2 separate regions of the Mus musculus genome follow, and region 1 is linked to region 2. A link is a contact called in public promoter capture Hi-C data. All regions are on one chromosome and are shown on one strand. The core of a region is the stretch at or near the end of the contact, and the rest is flanking DNA. Distances in the headings are between cores, read along the strand shown.

The links. Promoter capture Hi-C pulls out the DNA fragments that hold promoters and counts their contacts.
Region 1: a contact with region 2 is called in a promoter capture Hi-C map of liver, with 2.4 times the contacts expected there. The contact joins two enhancer-like sites. A contact is called at or near these places in 3 of 39 promoter capture datasets (liver, stem cell-derived epiblast-like cells and trophoblast stem cells), 1 of 484 Hi-C or Micro-C datasets (the HPC-7 cell line) and 1 of 115 datasets of contacts at active chromatin or transcription factors (bone marrow-derived macrophages).

The regions. Positions count from the first base shown.
Region 1 is chr9:103,474,620-103,477,731 of GRCm38.p6, reverse strand. All of the region lies in intron 1 of Bfsp2 (beaded filament structural protein 2, phakinin), which reads left to right. All of the region lies in intron 2 of Gm16252 (a long non-coding RNA gene), which reads right to left. Among named protein-coding and RNA genes, the nearest start is that of Bfsp2, 4.1 kb to the left of the region's middle. Within about 2 kb of position 1,736, at least 9 of the 459 cell types and tissues checked have an H3K27ac peak or open chromatin away from gene starts, as enhancers often do. A contact at or near this core is called in liver, where this site is marked.
Region 2 is chr9:103,247,261-103,250,100 of GRCm38.p6, reverse strand. No RefSeq gene overlaps it. Among named protein-coding and RNA genes, the nearest start is that of Gm31701, 12 kb to the left of the region's middle. Within about 2 kb of position 1,365, at least 3 of the 459 cell types and tissues checked have an H3K27ac peak or open chromatin away from gene starts, as enhancers often do. A contact at or near this core is called in liver, where this site is marked.

The sequences.
Region 1 (3,112 bases), core at 487-2,986, 230 kb before region 2:
CTAAATCAGTCTCTAATCCAGCTACAAGTAGCCAAATCCCATTTGCTCCCTGGAGTCAGGCGCACAGGCTAAGAGGAGGTCACGAATCGTCCATGTGTGGTTGGGTGATGCCAACAGAGGCACACATGGAGTCACCCATTTCATCCCATGATGTTTCTTCACTGTTCTCAGCAGCTCTGTCCTGGCTGATGCAGCTGTTCTGCCCACACTCCTCTGAGTTGTGAGGGAGAGCCTCAAACATCCAGGGCCTTACAGCCCTGTACAAGAGGCAGCCATTCATTCCTCTAGGAGTCCCCACAACTATCTTGATTTCAAATATGCATGGCATATTAACCCCTAGAACATCCCATATTTTCCCTCTTAGCAGCATCTGCCGTGCATATGTATCAAGAGGGACCAGGCATCTCAATATCAAGGTCAGAAAGTTCAGCTACAAAAGCTAATGAGCAGATATTGCAAGTGGCTAACAAAAACCCAGTGTGCAGATATTGGGACTGGCTCACAAAAGCTTCTGCAATGCATGAGCCTTAGTTTTTCATCTATAATCTGGCTTTAATAATGTCTACATAATCCAGCAACTCTATAGCCTATAGATTACTATAAAATACTCAACAGAACGGCCATGAAGAACAGACACGACTTCAGCTTCTGCTCCTGGTGGTCAAAATCCAAAATGGCAGCCATTTTCCTCTAAAGTATTTACCAGTGAACTACTAGATAGGAACAGAGACACCCACCCTCCCTCCCTCCCTCCCCATTCTCCCCCTTGATTTTGAGCCTCACTCTGATTCCTCAGCCTTAAAACCACCCAAAGAAGAGGAGAGATTCCCAGGTAGTGGCCTCTGAGATCAAAGAGGACCCTATGGACCCCTGGTGCAGCAGGAGGTGGCTCTCAGGGGTCCAGCAGGAGGTGGCTCTGTGTTTCCCTGCGCTGTGCTTCGGACTTTTCCTATCAAGTGGGCGATGCCAGTAACTGCCTTTGCTAGCGGTATCAGATCCCTTTGTCCTTAACAGCCAAACACAAGCTTGCGCTGAGAGACCTCCCGGTACCCAGCTGCAGATAAAACAGCAGAGGAGCAAGCACCCTGTGTAGTGAATGTCAGCACAAAAGGAGGGAGCTGAGCCAGGGAGAGGGAGAAACTGCCCAGGGAAGAGATGGGGATGTGGCAGGGGGATACTGGGGTCTCCACAGGCATAGGGAAAAAGAAATCAAAATCACTGAAGGGCCAGAGGATCGGGGTTCTTAATGGGCTTGTCATGGACCTATTTTCTCTTCCTTGGAAAGTTGGCCTATCCTCTGGAAATTAGTCTGTTTGGAGAAACTGCTAGAAGCCTGAGGGTGCCATTCAGGTCCCAGTTCTCTCACCATGGAAGCTGTGTTGTCTCTGAAAGAAGGGGAGAGGGGCAGGACAGAACCCTGGGCTGTTTTAATGTCTACAAAAGCCTGAATATATTTTCTGAGGGAAAAAAAATTCCGTTGCTTTTTCCCCCCCTTTTCTTGTTTAATGTGCACGCACTTTATGTGTGTGTGTGTTGTTGTTGTTGTTGTTTATTTGTTGATACAGGGTCCTGGCTAGACTGGCAATTACTTTGTAGCCCAGGCTAGCCTCAAACTTGCAGCAATCCTCCTGTCTCAGCCTCCCAAGTGCCAAGATTATAAACTTGTAATACCTTACTTAGATCGATCCATTTCTGAAATCTAGTTTGGCAATGCAGACTGTGAGGCAGTGACTCTGCCAGCTAACTTTGTAGGACACCACAGTGTGGTTAGACACAGAGAAGCATGTACTGGGGGAAATTCCTAAGGACAGAGATGAATAAAATTGGAATAGTATTTCAGTAGGTCAGGGGAGGGAAGGAGGCACAAGGTCGCTGCTTAGAGGTCGTCACAAATTGTTATCTAAGAGGAGAAACTTCTGGTTTCCTAAGGTTTCTTGCTTTGTATATAGAGTGGAGCTGAAGAGAAGGGCAGCCAAAAGAAAGCACACGAGACAAACTCTGTCACCCAAGCCCTTCTCATCCGTCCCTCTCAGTCACTCTTGAATCTCTTATGACACCTTGCACTATCAGGCTCACGTTGAGCAAGTTGAGCCATGGAATGAAAAGCACACATTGTACAAAGCCTGGGGACTTTGACATCAAGCAGTCCGAAGGTCAAGCTCAGCCCTGCCGTCTGTCTCCGGCAGGACCTTGAACTGGCTTCTACAATGATGTCTGCCTAGCTCAGTTCCTCATAATAATGAGGTGTCTTTGGCCTGATTAGATGTCTCTAATGAGGCTGCTCTAGAGGCCCACTGCAGAGACTGGAACTAGGGAAAAGATGAGGACTGTGCCCGCTACAATGTAGCACTGGTCAGAGACCTGGCCTACGCAGTTCGAAAAGACAGGTGTAAGAATAGAAAAAGAAAAATGTTGGTTCTTTCTAGAAAACCCAGAGAGCTGAATGTAAAATCTTGTTATACAATCTTATTAAATAAGATTTAATTAAATCTCAGGTTATAGAATTTCACTAAAAAATGATAGGCATATATAAGCAACAACAACAACAAACAATGAATGAAATTTTGATTTATCATGCCATAAAATAGATTGCCTGTAAGGAAACCTAAGGAATATCCAAATTTTATAATAATGGCTCAGTGCAGAGCACCTGTCTAGTATGTGCAAGCCCCTGGGTTTAATCCTCAACACCAGAAAAAGGAAAAAAAGAATGTTTTATTACCAGGTGGTGGTGGTGCACACCTTTAATCCCAACATTGGGGAGGCAGAGACAGGCAGATCTCTGAGTCTGAGACTAGCCTGGTCTACAGAGCAAGTTTCAGAACAGCCGGGGCTACACAGAGAAACCCTGTCTCAAAAAAAAAAAAAAAAAAAAAGTTTTATCTTATAAAATACAACAGCTTATTTGGACTCTAGATCCAAGTCAGAGCAGAGGAGCCCACTAAGCCTCACAGAATAAGGAGTATCCAGGGGTCTACCCTATAATAGGAGAAAACGCATCTCAAAGATCTCCTCTCAAAGCAGAAGCCCGGCATCCTTATTTAAGAGCAATGGGAGGAGCCCGGTAATGTGCTGCACTCTCCAGAAGAACTAAATTAAAACTTAATCCAGG
Region 2 (2,840 bases), core at 116-2,615:
CTCAAGAGACCCTCTCTCAAAAAATACAGGGGAGAGTGATGGAAAAAGATACCTGGTGTCAAACTACAGACTCCATATGCGTATACATGTGAGTGTACATGCATTGCACACACACACTTACACACACATACACACACACACTTTCAAAATAAAAATAATGTACTCCTAAAATAATTATACCAGGTTAGTTTGACTTGTCTCCTTATAATCTGATTATTTTACACAAGAGATAACTAATTCAATTATAGTTTGAGCAAAAAAAAAAAATCTGCCTAAATACCATCCAAGCAATAATATAAGAACACACAGACACACACAATCGCATCAATGCTCAATAGAAATGACTCACATAATAACAAGAAAGGACAAGGGATGATTTTGTGTATTTTTTAAGCATGGTTTGGGGGTCAGGAAGGTGGTTCAGTTGGGAAAGTGTTTGCAGTACAAGCACAGGAGCCTGAGGTTGGATCCCAGCACCCACGGAGAAGGCTAGGTATAGTGATGTGCACTAGTAATCCTAAGGCTGGGGAAGCAAAGATGGGAGGATCCCCAGGGTTCCTGGGTGGCCAGGCCAAATGCCTTTTAGGTTTGAGAGACCCTGTCTCAAAAACGAAGGTGGAGAGCAGTAGAGAACAGTATTCAACATTCACCTCCAGTTTACCTCCAGCCTCCATATGCACGCATGTGTGTGGTGTGTGTGTGTGTGTGTGCATGTGTGTCTATTCACATGCACCCTGACCTGACACATAGAAATACAGTAAAACAAATTATGTTTTGACACTTGAAATTAATGTCAAAGACAATCAAAGTCTTAGTTAATGTTTCCTGAAAAATATCAAAATCACTGCCAACAGTGTATCTTACTGCATCTGCAGGATGCTTTCTGAAAATGTGACAAGTTCCTTATCAGAGATTTCGAGGTTGCTGGTTAGTAGCAGGATGTCAGCTTTCGACAGCCTCTTAGCAAGCATAGATTGAGAGCCAAGACATGTTGTTAAAAGTCAGACTCACTTGGGTGAATGAATGCGTGCCTGGGGCAGGGCATACCCTCCTTCCACAAACAGCTAAAAATCTGAGGGAACGTATGAAACAGCTCTCTGTGGACATTGAACAATGACAGTGAGGGACTAGCGTCCACGGAGGAAGGGAAAGAAGAGGTGAGAAGATGATGACTGGACTTCTGCCAGTCTGAAGTTTCTAGAAACAAAGATAGTGATCTGAGGTCAATGTGACTGGGATCAAGTGCCAAAAAGGATGGGACTTTGCCAGGAAACTCTCCAGGATCCGCATGCCAGTGTCCTTGATGTACCTACACTGGTGTAGCCTGAGATCAAAAGCCACAAGAGGGGTAGAGGGTAACAGAGAGACTTAAACCCCACACAGCTGCCAGGGCTTAAGGTCATCAATCATGCAAGCTTCTAGCAACCAGAGCAAAGAGCCCTCGCTCAACACAAAGGGTTTTCACTACAGGGTGTGCCTTGGATGTGGGGTTAAATGGCCATTGAGAGGGCAAGACAGACGGCTTAGCAGTTAAAAGTACTCAGTGCTCTTGCAGAGGACTTGGGTTCAGTTCCCAGAACCTACTTCAGGCAGCTTACAAGCACCTGTAATTCCAGTTCCTCAGGATCCAACACCCTCTAGCCTCTGCAGGTCCCTGCACACATATGGTGAACATAAACCCACAGAGACACAGGCACATACACACGAACATTTTAAATGGCCATTGATTGGAGGTTACTCCTTCCAGCCTCCAGTGGAGCTGGCACTGCCCTGAAAGGACCCCACTGGTCTGTGGGCATCTTAACTATGCTCCAACACAAGATCCAAGACCATGAGGCCAAGGCAACCAAAATTTAAGTACTTGCCAGGGCAACTCACCTAGTTGCATCTTAACTAAAAAAATCTTCAGATATGCAAGGAATCATTGAACTGTTAAAAAGTCAGGAGCGAGGTCTACCAACCAAAGCACGTTTAAAACCCAGAGATGAGGGAATTCAAACAATAACCTTTTTAAAAGATTTAATTTCAAAAGAATTTAAAAATTACGTGTCACATGTGTGAGTGGGAGTGGGCTTGCACGAGTGAATGCAGTGCCCACAGAGACGAGGAGGAGATCAGCAGACATCCTGGACCTGGAGTGCAGGCAGTTGTGAGCGTCAGAAGTTGGGTTCTTTGCAAGAGCAGCTCCTGATGAGCCATTGCTCCAGCATGATCTTTTCTTGTTAGACAAAGCAATGAGGGCATTCATGCCTGGTGCTGGAAATCTAGCCAAATACACAAGGCTAGTGAGGTTCTGGTTCTTAGAGAACCTATGACAGCCACTTTAACTAGACCAGCACTACATTCTAAATAATTCTCCATATACCCACATATAGTTCCTCCTCCCCATCAAAGAAGCTTCCTTTTGCAGTGGATAGAGACCACTGCAGGAAGCTACAACTGGTCAACCTGAACAGAACAACTGACTGTGAGGAGCCCATCCCCAGTTGATACAGTTACAACATGACCCCCACACTGAAGGCTTGGGGAACATTGAAGAAGAGAGGGCAAAGACTATAAGAACCAGAGGAAGAACAAGCATCTTTAAGACTATACCTTCCATATGTGTCTTCTATATGACAGGGAAGCTGTACTCGTGAAATGTCAACATTTATGACTGCCTAAGCAGGACCAGGGCAAAGACAACAACTAGATGGCACATTAATGCTGGTGGTGGAAATCTGGGACTTAGCGCCTAGATGAAGAGCTATAGGAAATTAATGGGTACTGAGAGAAGAATTATTCTTCTAGAGAGATGAGTCCCCTAACTTGTTCTCCAATACCAGTGATCAGCCCTAAAG